Linked DNA regions of Mus musculus: all the other regions are linked to region 3. A link is a contact called in public Hi-C data. All regions are on one chromosome and are shown on one strand. Each heading gives the region's core, a stretch centred on a gene start, on an enhancer-like site or on the middle of the called end of the contact. The rest is flanking DNA. Distances are from core to core; before and after follow the strand shown. Region 1 overlaps Gm34983 (a long non-coding RNA gene). Region 2 has its middle 14 kb from the start of Gm34921. Region 3 has its middle 84 kb from the start of Gm34921.

Evidence for each region. A called contact is a pair of places that touch in the nucleus more often than the background predicts.
Region 1: a Hi-C map of liver shows a contact between it and region 3, with 2.7 times the contacts expected there. The contact joins two enhancer-like sites. A contact is called at or near these places in 10 of 484 Hi-C or Micro-C datasets (effector CD8 T cells, embryonic stem cells, liver and 2 more), 6 of 115 datasets of contacts at active chromatin or transcription factors (CD8 T cells, bone marrow-derived macrophages, embryonic stem cells and 1 more) and 1 of 9 other capture datasets (adipose tissue).
Region 2: a contact with region 3 is called in a Hi-C map of liver, with 2.6 times the contacts expected there. The contact joins two enhancer-like sites. A contact is called at or near these places in 5 of 39 promoter capture datasets (frontonasal cranial neural crest, liver, maxillary cranial neural crest and 1 more), 2 of 15 datasets of contacts at CTCF or cohesin (CD8 T cells and the NIH/3T3 cell line), 13 of 484 Hi-C or Micro-C datasets (cortical glia, embryonic fibroblasts, embryonic stem cells and 4 more) and 5 of 115 datasets of contacts at active chromatin or transcription factors (CD8 T cells, embryonic stem cells and hepatocytes).

The regions. Positions count from the first base shown.
Region 1 is chr10:99,466,033-99,470,277 of GRCm38.p6, forward strand. The region is part of intron 1 of Gm34983 (a long non-coding RNA gene); the gene reads left to right. Among named protein-coding and RNA genes, the nearest start is that of Gm35035, 7.5 kb to the left of the region's middle. Within about 2 kb of position 1,694, at least 71 of the 459 cell types and tissues checked have an H3K27ac peak or open chromatin away from gene starts, as enhancers often do. A contact at or near this core is called in adipose tissue, bone marrow-derived macrophages and liver, where this site is marked.
Region 2 is chr10:99,282,308-99,286,745 of GRCm38.p6, forward strand. No RefSeq gene overlaps it. Among named protein-coding and RNA genes, the nearest start is that of Gm34921, 14 kb to the left of the region's middle. Within about 2 kb of position 1,909, at least 71 of the 459 cell types and tissues checked have an H3K27ac peak or open chromatin away from gene starts, as enhancers often do. A contact at or near this core is called in CD8 T cells, hepatocytes and liver, where this site is marked.
Region 3 is chr10:99,352,583-99,357,078 of GRCm38.p6, forward strand. No RefSeq gene overlaps it. Among named protein-coding and RNA genes, the nearest start is that of Gm34921, 84 kb to the left of the region's middle. Within about 2 kb of position 1,484, at least 74 of the 459 cell types and tissues checked have an H3K27ac peak or open chromatin away from gene starts, as enhancers often do. A contact at or near this core is called in CD8 T cells, adipose tissue, bone marrow-derived macrophages and 2 more, where this site is marked.

The DNA of each region.
Region 1 (4,245 bases), core at 444-2,943, 110 kb after region 3:
CCTGTTATTAGTATGCTTTGTCATTTTGGTTTTTGATGAGCCGGGGTTCATTTAGCTCCAACTGACCTTACTGCTGTTAAACCCCATCCCACCCCCATTTGTAGTCATATTCTATATAAACATAGCCTAATAAATTAGCAATTTATTTATAAACTAAAGAGGCAATTTTCTTTCTAAGTACATAGGTATGATAGTCTACCAGGGAAGGACAGGTGTCTCACCAAGCCCTCTGAGGTCTTTATTGACATAGAGAATCATTTATTTGAATAGCATTATTTTCAGCATAGAAAGGCATCTCAAAGCAGAGAGCCCTTGCAAGAACAGGTGTTGCTTCTTCCCAATTGCTTTCCTAACATGCTGTTAAAAGGGAGGAACTTCTTCTTCTTCCTCCTCCTCCTCCTCCTCCTCCTCCTCCTCCTCCTCCTCCTCCTCCTCCTCCTCCTCCTCCTCCTCCTCCTCCTCCTCCTCCTCTTCTTCTTCTTCTTCTTCTTCTTCTTCTTCTTCTTCTTCTTCTTTCTTCTTCCTTTTATTAGCTCTGGGGATTTTGGATAAATTCGTGGTTCTCTTCTCATCTGCCCCAAGCTTCTTGGGATTAAAATTCTCATCTCGTTTTGTCTCCTGTCCTCAGGATCTGACATGGGACTCCATCACTCCACTGATGTCTGTTGTATTTTCCTTTACTTGAGGCAGGGATGAAGGTCATGGCTGGAGGGAAGTCAATCTTTAATGATTGGGTTGGAAGTGAAGGGGGTTGTACTGAATTTGTATAGACAGGAAATAAAACAGGTCTACCTGGTAGGAGTCAGACCCAGAAGTTTCTCTATGGTGTGCTACTGAAGAGGCAGAGGCCAAAGTCCAAGGACTAGCCCACTGGGAAAACAAATAAGAGAGCCAGACTGTGCCTGCACTAGCTTATGCATATTTGGGGGCTGGGAACAGTTGGGTGATTTCTGTTAGTGATGGGCGCTAGAGCCACCTGTGTAGTCACTAGTAATACTGTGCACCTCAGAACTTCTGATGATGCTTTCTGAGTGCCCTCTCTCTCTCTCTCTCCTTTTTTTCTTCAGAGTTCCATATACCCCAGGCTCATTCCTCAAAAAAGCATCTTGAGGAACCATACATTTAGCGACTCACTGTTTGGGAGATCATCCTGTCTTCCATTTTCTTCTCCCCGTAATTAGAGTCATGGAGGTGATGGTACAGTTTTGGGTCAGGGTCTCTCGCTCTTTCCTACTGCAGAAGATGTGTTTAGCTGAGATCTGGGGTGCCTGAGGTCCCTCTTTGCCTTCCTTCTTCTCCTTGGTTAAGTCATAACCACCTTGCCCAGCAAATGCTAAGTCATCTCCCTTGGCTTTCACTGGCTCAGGAAATAGAAACTTAATTCTGATCTCAGCGAATCCTAACTTGATTAGGAAATGAGAGAGGAGGTACGAAGGAGATGGAAGTGTGAAGTTCCTGCCAGACCAAACACAGTCTAATATTCTACCAGTTGCCTCCCGTTTGGTTTATTTCTGTAGCGAATGCCTGGCTCATCAGGATGCTAAAAGTAAAAGCACCGACTCCCAGGACCAGCAAGCTGACGTCTCTGCTGCGAGGATGTGGACTTGGCTTCCATCTCTCAGTGTTTCTGCTTCACTGGAACAAGGAAACAGAGGGCTTTGACTTTGTTTTCTGGTGTCCATTTGCCTCGCCCCTTTTTCTTCCTTCCTTTCTTACACAATACAAGTGACCAAAGCCTTTCCCCTTTCACCACTGTACGGATGTAGTGTCAAGATAAAGAAAAACTATTTTCTCCCCAGCTTTGAGAGTAGGGAGGGATATTAGTTGTTGAGCTTCATAGAAAGTTACTGATTCGGGATTCTTTGGATTTTACAACACAATGGACCAGGGAAGAAGAGAGGCTCTTCATGTTGATTTGAATTGCTCTTTCAATAGGCAACTACCGGACCAACTAAGAAGTAGCAGTTTTGACTTATTTAGGGTTGTGTAAACAAGATTATAAGTGTGCTCTTTTAGGTCAGATTCACGGAGGATTTATAAATGCAGAATGCTGGAAGTGAGACCTGGAGAGCTACAGCAAGCAGTACAGAGATAGGAAACAGGACATTCTTAGGGTCGACCAGACAGACTCAGTATGATCTGCCACATTTACCAGAGTTCTAAAAAGCCCTGCTCTCCAGTATACAACCAGACTTGACCTCCAAATCTGAGTCCATGAGAGTGTGTTTGTAACATTCTGGGGAATTGGAGAAGTTCAGGCCTACCCACATCATCTTAGCTACAATGTAATATTTATGAAGTTTGCCATATTAGATTTCATGAAGAGGTGAAGTTATTATAAGAATTCTAAATGATCTCAATTAATTTATAATTAGAGCCTGAAGAGGAGCCAGAAAGCGTATGAACTCAAGTTTTAGAAGAACTGAACTTTAATATACTTCTCTGTTCTACCTTCTCCTCCACCTTATATAACATTGTGTGATTGACTCATTCACCCCGTCTCCCTCCTACTTCCACCAAGTTATCAAGGTAAATTCTCAGTAGTGGCTCAGACATTTCTAGACAGGTCATAGCTGTCTAGATAGGTTTTGTTTACATCTACAATGTTTAAAACTTTTCCAATTTATTTTTACATTATCATAAAAAAACCAAAACAACAAACAACAACAACAACAACACCCTATGTTTTTTGACCTCTGTTGTAAAAGGAAGAACTGTTCAGCTAGACCTGTAAATTTCATGGAGTAACCCTCCATCTCATTCCCAAGAGCTGTGAACTACATATAGACTTTGTCACAGCTCCTACTATCCTCTAGTGTCTCCTTGACACTGGTGCTGGGTTGACTTTTATGATCAAACTGGACTATTGTGCCAAATTGTAGGATAAAACCTGGACTTTTTCCAAGTAATGAAAAACAGATGGGGATGTATGTATCTTATTCCATGAAAGGGAGAAGTTGAATCTACTACTTATAAATACAAACTCAATTCTCAAAGATTTAAGCTGTGACCAGAATTTCTCTCGTGCCCTTCCCCCAAACTTGAGTTGGCTAAACAAATCTCCATCTAAGACTGACAACCAGGGACCTGGGGCCTGGCCTACATTTGCATCTTCCTGACTGAGCCTTGAGTAGCTGACTGCCTACTGAGCTTACTTTGCAACTCAATGCAGTCGAAACAAAGGGATGGGGTTTTGGGTTTTGCCTATATAAACTCAGGGCTGAAAATTAAACTTTGTGCTTTGATCAGAGAACCTTTGTCTTGGCTCCTTATTTCCCCTCCTCCACCATCCTAATCCATCCACAGCTCTCCTTCCAGGTGTACCCGGTACTCCAGGGCTGCTGGACAGCTACAGTCTCTGGCTCACCTCATCAATGTTCCTTGTTTGGAGCAATTGGAAAATAATGTAACTGAGAAGTATTGCTTTCAGGAACCTACTTCATGTCACCATGTTCTCAGAGATAACAATGATGCAGGAGGAAGTGAACTTTGTCATTTCACCATTTTTTTTTCCACTAGAGGAACCCTCTACATTCAAGGGTCTATATATATATATATATATATATATATATATATATATATATATATATATATATATATCCAATGTTACCCATCCACTTCCCCACACAAAGAAATCCTTGCTTCTGGGACCCAAACTCTGGTCTCATGTTTGGTCTCCAGTAAGCATATATGTGTAAGTATCCTGTGCGACCTGGATGGGGAGCAGACACAGTGGGTGGTCCTGATGGAGGGTGGGGGAGATGGGCCACTGATTTGAGTTCACAACTAACTGTGGAAGATATAAAATGAACAGAGCCATGGGTATTTTATCAAATGCCCGTGACCACATCGAATTGACAGTCTCCTTTGTGCTGCTTGTTCTTGTGTCATAGTACTCTAAGATGCTCGGTTTACCAAGGATCTCTCAAGCAGTGCTAAACTTCCTGGTTAAGGTTAGGGTTGTCGTAGCGAGGCTACATACAGAGCTCATCTACTATGTAGGAGGCCCTGGGTTTGATACTCAGATCCACAAAGCAAAGCAAAGCTAAACAACTGAAACAGTCCAGGAAGTTCTTTTCTTTACACATGGATCCAAACTTTGATGTAGACTTTTAGTATTATTATTATTATTTATATTAAGGAAGAATGGATTAAGAAATCTTATCAGAGCCAGGTGATGTGGTGCACCCCTTTAATCCCAGCACTCGGGAGGCAGAGGCAGGCAGATTTCTAAGTCTGTGGCCA
Region 2 (4,438 bases), core at 659-3,158, 70 kb before region 3:
AATTTTTTTCTAGGTCTTATGCAATATTACCAGTATTTGGAAGTAGATCCTATATACATTTCATCATTGATTTCCAATTTACCTTTCTTGTGGTTTATGCATATGCTCTGTGTAATTTTGACATTTTAAAATAGAATTATTTTGTGGCTTAGCCATATCTTGATGGCCAGGTCTTGGGCTTTCAAAAAAAAAAATACGTTCTGTAATATATGGTACAGTGGTCTATAAATAAATATCCATATATTCCTGGTGGGTGTTAGAGTTCATGCCATTTTTCTATTTATTGTTTGATAATTTCATACTCAAATATGTGTTTTCCATATTCCATTTCCACACTCTATTCCTTCCAGTTCCTCCCACATCCCCACCCAGTCCACCTAGTACTGCCAGGATGTACACCAGCATAGGACCACAGGAAACTAGGTGGTATATGGAGAAAACTGTCTCTCCCCTGGCAGCCATCAGTTGCCAATGGCTCCTCAGTTAGGGGAAATCATACTTCATGAGCCTTCTACTGCTCATGCTAGAATTTTGGCTGGCTTGCTTTTATGGAGGTCTTTTGCATCTCACTGTGAGTTCACGTATTATACGTGGACCCTATTGTGTCTGAGAAACGCTGTTTCGCAGCAGCTGTTCCTTACCTCTGGCTCCTACAATCTTCAAGCATCTCTTCCATGATAATCTCTGAGCCTTGTATATATATGTATATGTATATATATACGTATATATATACGTATATATACGTGTATATATATACATATATATGTATATATATACACACACACACACACACACACTAGATTTTAATAGTCTGCCTATTATGCAGGGTAGCAGGGTAGTCTCAAACTCACAGCAATCCTTTTGGTTCAGTTCCCCAAGTGCTAAGGTGATGATGGGTGTGGGCAACTCTACCCAAATTCTATCCTCACTCTCAAAACTAACAAGGATATGTATATATTTCTACGCAACTATGATTATATTCACAAATCCCTCTGGTTACCTTCTTTTAGATGGACGCACACACACTGGGCCTTCTTATTCCTTCTCAGCCAGAAGAGTTAGCACAAATTACAAATGCTGAGGTTCTCGCCATTCACAAAAGATCATATGATGCTATATCAAGGATGCCAGATCAAACTCACCAATACTGCCACTATATTAAGGTATAGCAACACCAAGAATTGCACCCTGCCCCCCCTAACTCTCCCTTCTTACTCTCATGATAGAAGATGTCAAAGATGTAATGGAGAAATCAAAGATTGCATTTATGGATGCATGAGATCTGTGCATTTGCTCGACAGTGTTTTAATCCCAGATCTCTGTTTCCTTCCACCCTGTGCCACAAGAAAATAACACGTTAAACTGCTCACACCACTCTGGGTCTAATGGGCTAAACTGAGGAGCAACTTTACAGAAGCTAATGTCCCAGGTAAGGTGCCCAGGAGTGGGGTGGTAGGAGACAGAATAATTGTCCTTGCAGGGCCTGCCTTCTGCATTTCAAGGGCTACACATGCTATCTCTTTTGTTTCCCCAGTGTCAGCCCTGAACTTAGGGCAATGATGCTATGATCCTTCTGTCTTCTCAGGGGAAAGCTTAAGCTCTCAGGCGACAAGACCACTCTGAAGCAAGCTTTGCAGTCTCTAACTAGGCAGTGGGTGCAGGGCAGGAGGAGAAATAGAAGAGGCAGCTCTCTGTCCTCCACGGGACAAATGCCTTTGTGAGCCTTGGGGAACCTGTTGCTGTGTTGGCCAATCAAGACTCAAGACTGTCCTAAGCTGGCCTTGCTTTTGGCAACAGTAGGGCCTATGTTTGTTTCCAGAAATCACGGTGGCGATCACAAAGAGGCTGTGTTCACATGTAATCTGGCTTGACAGAAATTAATTTTTAATAAGAGACTCCATTCATTCGGTCACATCATTGCCCTTTGGGGCCTGTGTCAGGGTCAACCATCCAGAGCTGGCTGCTGTGCTCTTGGCTATAGCCTGGGGCGTGTTTGCGCTCTTGCGCATGCGCGCACTAATGTGCATGCCAGTAGAGGGGGTTGGGGGTTGAGGAGCGTAGACTGGTCATAGTCAGCTTACAAGTCGAGACCAGGTATTAGTCTAATCAGAAGCTGAAGGAGGCAGGAAGCCCACTTATTTCTTTGTTCTCCACACCCCCGCAAGACACTGTGTCTAGTGCCTTGTTTGGTGGCTACCTTCTTCACAGACTCAAGGTCTCATGGACCTCGGGACAAGCCTTTCACTATGGTGGTGTTAAGGAACGCTTACTTGGCACTGTTATTTAATGGCAATACTCAAAAGGTACAGCATCATCAGCTCCATTGCAAACAGCTGGGAGTTAAGGGCCGCCCTCATCCCTGTACCAAATCATCTCGCCTCCTTATTTCTGCTCCTCCTCACTGTTACACGGAGGCGAAGCAGCTCCCCTATCTGTCCCACCTCTCCATGGAGTTACTTGAAATAACGGTACTCCATAGGCCTTGAGTCATGAGCAAATTCTCTCCATGCCATTCACCTAATCCCCTCGAGGTGCTCGTCTTTGACTTGTTATCAGTAATGATGTGGGGGTGGGGTGGGGTGGGGGTGGGTGCTTACCCCATTTTCAGATCTGGGGCCTTCTGTGTCTTTTTTCTTTTGGTAGTTGCTTCCATCTTCCTGTCCCCTCCTGCCGCACCCCCAGGAAATGCACTTTTCTTTCTTTCTTTTTGGTTCTGCTAAAAGACAGAAGCTCGAGCGAGGCTCTGCCTTCTCAGTGTGGGCGGCGCTGCCTTTCTCAGAACCGCACACTTATCCTCCAGCCGCCTCCAAAGGCTTTATCAGGAGACATGGTGACTTCTCTCCTAAATTACACAGATAGGTTTAAAAATAGGGTTCAGGGTTTCCTTGTCAGGAGAGCTGTCAGCCGGCCCACTTTTGACACCCTTTCTCCCTCCCTTTGTTGGTACACGTCAAAGCATTTTTATTTTTATTTGAGAAGTGTTCTGCTTAAGTTTTCTGGAGCCTTTAAATTACCAGAAACGTTAGTGGGGGTGGGGGTGGGGGTGGGGGTCTGGAGAGGGATGGGGGGTGCTTAAAATGATTCTTCTTCCTGACTTAAAATCTTGAGCAATTTGATTTTCTGTGCCTTCCTGTCTTTGCATGCACATTGTCAGCATGAAAATGAATTGTAGAAATCTATTTTGGTGGAGGCAAGAGCCCTGATGTACAGAGCTCTGCTTTGTGTCAAGGCAGGGATACGTTTTTAGGGCATAAAGTGGATTTGGTATGACTAACTGTGCATAGTGAAAATGGCAGAGGCCGTGAAAGATGAACTGAACAAGAGAAGAAAACCACACAACAACATACCCTGTAAGTAGAAACAAATTAGCCATAGTAATAGCAACTAGACCCCACCACACATGCTCGTAGTGGCACAGAGAATGGCCTGCCTCTTGGTAGAAGTTCTTTTGTTAATTCTTTCCCTCCAGAAAACAGAATTTGGGGCAACATCTTGTTCTTTGTGTGGGGGAATGTAAAACCCTCCTTCCCCCGCCCCCTGTAACCTTTTGCTTTCTCCATTCCTTTCCTCTTATCTGTGCTTTTCCGTTCCTCCCTTATATGGCCATGGCCGGCTGCCCTCGGAAGTCCAGGAATTTGAATGTTATGTGAAAGGGTAATGCTAATTGGGCCCAGTAACATTCATGTCGCCTGGGAGATGTATGGGGGTCACCAAGTGAGAGACCAGCGAGTATCCACATCTGCTGTGAGGCTTTTCATTGCTTTCTCTCCAAACACCAGTCTTAGCTAATGGCCCCAAGCCCTGCTGGCCCGTTCCCCTACCCGGGGCCAACTGTTGCCTTAATGATCAGGGCAAAGATTTCCTTAATATTTCAGCACTGGAAAAAAAAAAGAGAGGTGTGCATTTATAATCTCATGTATTGCACCCAGAAGAAGGTGCGAGAGAGAAGGGCAGGTATTATTATATCATGTCCACTTTGCAACCGAAGAACTGGAGGCTTTAGTTCCTAGTTATTGCTCGTGATGGCGCTCATTAAAGGCAGAATCCGCTTCCCCTCTCCCAGCCACAGGCTCCTTGGCGCCCTGTTTGGGTGGATTTCCTTAAACAAAATACTTCCTGACTTTTGGACATCAGGCCCCATTTGTGGATCCCAGTGAGAGATAATTTTGTCGTCTGAAAGCTCATTCAGATTTATGTCTCATATTAAGTAGGCTTTCCTTATCTCAATCTAAGTGACTTCATACTTTATAAAGTATGTTGGCTTCATTAGTGGGTATTTGTACTGACCTAGTTTTGAGTAGGGAGAAGTGAGCAAAATAGAACAAAATTTTCACAGCGCTCCATTCCTGCGGAGGAGATCTAGAATAAGCGGGAAGTTACAATATGCATGGAAATGAAAAGCGAGAAGAGAGGGGTTACCCTAGATTAAGAGATGTGG
Region 3 (4,496 bases), core at 234-2,733:
CTTTTCACAAAGCTGTCTTCCTTCCCCTGCCCAATAAATGACTCAATAATACATTTAATTGGGACCATCTTAAATTCTATAAATACCTAACACCCTCCTGTTCTTACATTTTAAATTGATCATATGGTTCACCCCCTTCTGGTTTCATACATGTTGTAGTTACCTGGAAGAGAATACTTCTTCTTTTTTTTTTTTTTTTTTTCATCTTTTAGGGTTAGAAAGGTTGTTAATCAGCACATACATAAATCTAAAAATAAAAACGAAATTAAAAAATAAAGTAAAAGAAATTCTTTTACCAGGAGAGTGACTGTAGATATTCTTAGCCTGTGATTTGGTAGACATTTGCCTTAACCCTGTAGTTTTAACTTCATGCTTTCTTTAAATGAAAAGTGAAACTTTACTTACAGACCTTCTAAGGACCCTTTAAGAAGGATTCCTTTGACCCCGTGTTTGGACAGAGCATCCCTACCCATCCAGGATGCTCTGCATCGTTTTGACTGCATCAAGCTACGTAAAGAACTGGACAGTGGATTTATTCTGCCTGATGTTGGGGAAGAGAACAAATTTTTTCAGAGACCTGAAACTCTCTCGACTGATTTCACCATTGATCTTATCTTGTTGCTTTTGTTTTCCTTTGACAGACCCCATAATCGTTGTCAAGAAGAAAAAATTCAAAAGGTAATCATCATGGGGGGCAACTTTAAAGCATTATAAAAAGAAATGAAACGGGTATCCTTTGTAAGCCCAGCCTAAAAAAGATTTGTATTTCCGACCAGGCATTAATTTACATAACGGAGGATGGCAGGATCTTCCTCTATGACAACTGTTTGTTTGTTTGTTTTACTGAAGAGAAAAAGATGTTACGCCAGTATGTTTAGCGAGAATGCTCCAGAATGGAGTGAAACACAACCAGGAATTTAGTGTCTCCATCATAAAAGGTCTTTGGAAGACCCGTTTCAGGTCTCGGATGACGTGCAGTGTGCCATGAAAGGAGTGTTCGGGAATCTGGAGAAGTGGAGGCTCCTTGGCCCGTGAATACCTGCCCACGTGATTTCCTGCCTGCCTTTCTCTTCCCAGGAAAGCAACACATTTGGCTTCTACAACATTATGATGCAAATAATCCTATTTTATAGCTTTTTGTTTAAGTGCACGGGCAGGCTTTGACAAGTGGCTGTGAAAGGGAGAGGTTCCTTGTGTTCTGGGGACTATGCAGTCTTACTGGTAACGCTCTCTCTGCCCCCTCCCCCATCTACCTGGGTACCCTCCTTCGCGGACCCTCCTCATTGTTTTTTTTTTTCCTTCTGCGTGGGATGAGGCACACCGAGAAAGCAGTTGTTGACTTTTGTCTCCTTGGCATTTTTCTTGAACCAATTAAATGAATGATGTAGCAAGTGCAATTGCCAGAGAGTTTAAACCCAGTAATGGCCCCAGTGGGTTACACAAGGCTGATCTTTGACCCTATAAAAAAGGCCACCATAAAAATCTGCCAGGCAATCCGGAAGCTGCCGAAATTCATTGCTCAATGAGTCATCTGCTGTTGTCAACCGGCATGAGTTAAAGACATGCGGAAACAGGTTATTTTTGTGGTAACTAAAGTTCAGCAGATGAACAAAAAGTTGCCATTCCGTTCTGAAGAGGAACAATTATGCCGTTTCAAAGCCAACAACCCGTGCATCCTCTGGGAATGTCTATCATTCAAATGTCTTTCCAGTCCTTCCAAGAACACAAGGATGGACAGCCTTTGCCATTTCTGTGCAGCTAGAAATAGAGGGTGTAGGAAGAGACTCCCGGGAAAGACTTGTTTCAAATTTTCTTTCCTTTTTCTGGGCATTCATTTCTTCATTTGTAAAACAAAGCGGGTTTTTTTTGTTTGTTTGTTTTTTGTTATTTTATGATCCTTCAAGGTCAGATCACTTGTGTTCTCTATGTTTGTGACCTGTGAACCTAGAGGCCCCAATGTAGTAAAATCTCACTCAGTGTTTTGCTAAGGACTGGATGAAAGGTCAGCTGTTTGTAATCTACTTTAATCAACAAGTACAATAAAAAATACAATAGCACTAAGCCACCTAACAATGAGATGCTTGAAGCAGGCTTTTTGATATATCTTTCTTTTCATACTCATATAAGCTCTTTAAAACCAGCAATTTGGTGACCTTCTATTAGATCATTGCTAACATTTTCAATGCCTTACATAGGGAAAAGTATTGACTTATTATTATTATTATTATTTGGAAATAAACCTTACATAAAAACTTTCCATAACCTCGTAATACAAAGTCTACAGACATAAAAGTAGTCTAACAAAATTCCCTTTCTTTTCAAAATGTCACTGTTATTATACGAATAGAGAATTTTCTGGGTGGAGGAATGACCATCTATAATTAAGGAACATCATCACAATCAGCAGCAGCAGCATCAACCTCCTCACCATCACCAACAGCAAAACAAAACAAAAAGAGTCGTCTGAACCTTTCTGATTCTGGAAACCTCTTTACGTTTTCTTTAAAGGCGTTGGAAATTCTGAGGCATCACTAAATCTATCCTATAGTAGTGTGAGAGTTATTTGTAACCTAGCTCCTGGCAAATGGGTAAGAAATAATTCCTTTATGTTAAAAATGTGGTTTATTTGATAGGTTTTGTGAGTTTGCAGAGTTATGAAGAAGTTTCAGGATTAAGACAATGAGGCCAGCATTCCAGTGATAATAGACAGCTTTCTCATAGCTCTAAATTGTCCATAAGCCAAGATCCCTTGAGATGGCAAAACAGCCAAATAGTAGCACAGTGGCTGAGCAAATGTTTAGTGATTCGGTCCCTGGAAAAGTTAGTTGCATGCTGAGAGTTTTATCAGGTTAACTAATAAAGGGTTTGGATCCAGGCCCTGCAATGAAAGGTGGAGAGCCAGGGTTTAAATAGCAACTTGACATGGAAACCACACACAGATCTGTCAGAGAAGCCATTCTTGTGCAATGCCTATGGTTGTAGCTCGGCATAAGCAAGGCCTGCTCATGGAAGGACAGCACTATGTCAACCGGCACGTCCTTTTATTTTTACTTTTTTTACTTTGAAAAATTGTATTGTATATGGACAATTATAGACTATAGGTGGCCATTCTAGATCATTCCTTTCGATGTTAAATAAAATTATGAATTCCATAAGTACCTCTTTTTGTGCCTGCCAGAACCTAAGTCTTTCTAAATCGAGAGTTTTTTACGGAACCTAGTTCTCATATAAGCTATGCTTCCTAAATACTTAGAACCTCCCCCCACCCCCAGTATCTAGCTGCTATTTGTTCTGTTGCAGTAGAAAATCCTCTTTCCATTTTCTTCTCTATTAATATAAGCCCTGTAAATATGCATGATAAAGTATGGTGTTTTGACACATCTATATATATGGGGGAATTTGAACTCAGGTTATTAATATATCTATCACCTTTAATGTGTATCATTTATCTATGGTAAATACATCTAAATCCTATCTCTCAGTTATTTTAAGATAAGTAATGTATTATTTTAAAATTATCCTTTCCTGCTATGTATTCGTGTATTCTCTCATTAAAATCTATAATACCACAACAGAGATATCTCTACCCACTTCTTTTTTTAAATTTTCATGGTCATAATATTTGAAATGCTGCCCATGTCTCTATTCAAGAAGACACCCACATTCAGCCATTTATCCCCACCTTTGAAATCTGGGAGAGGATTTTCATTATTCTAAATTAGAACTAGTAACTTCTATGTTTCTGATTGCCCTTCTAAAGTGGCACGTCATGGTGACACATGGCCTTTGTTAAACAAACTGACATTCAACCTTTGCAACTGCAACCACGAAGAAAATTTGTGACTCTACGCAACCCTGTTTTCTTTTGCCATGACGCCTATTTGTATTTAATTTAGAAGCCAAAGATCGTAACAGCCTCTACTTTACACAAGAACTCTCTGGTTATTTTTTTTTTTTTCCCCTGAGAGAGAGTTTCTCTGTGTAATAGCTTTGGTTATCCTGGAACTTGGCTTGTAGACCAGGCTAGCCTTGAATTCATAGAGATCTGTCTGCCTCTGCCTCCTGAGTACTGGGATTAAAGGAGTATACTGCCATTACCCAGCTGAAAATTTCTGGTTAATTTTAAAAAGATCTAATTTAAGTTAATTTAGAAAATCTGTTACATTCTAGAATTCAAAGGATCTAACCTTTCCAAAAAGCAAGCTGTAAGAATTTTGGACATTAAGCTATTTCTGAGTATAGTTGACTTTCACTGATTAACCCAGCTTGGACATCTGCTTTGTTGTGGGGTCTCAAGGAGAGCCATGGTCTTGATTGACAAATGTATCAGATGATATGCCTTTTCTTTTCCCAGTCTCCTTTGCAATTAGGTTGAAACCATTCACACGTTTCATTCAGCCAATGAAAGCCATGCAGAAATACCTCACTTCACTTTTTTTTGCAAGGACATGTAAGAAGAGAGGGTGAGCCACCCCCATTTGCTGTTCAAGAGTCTA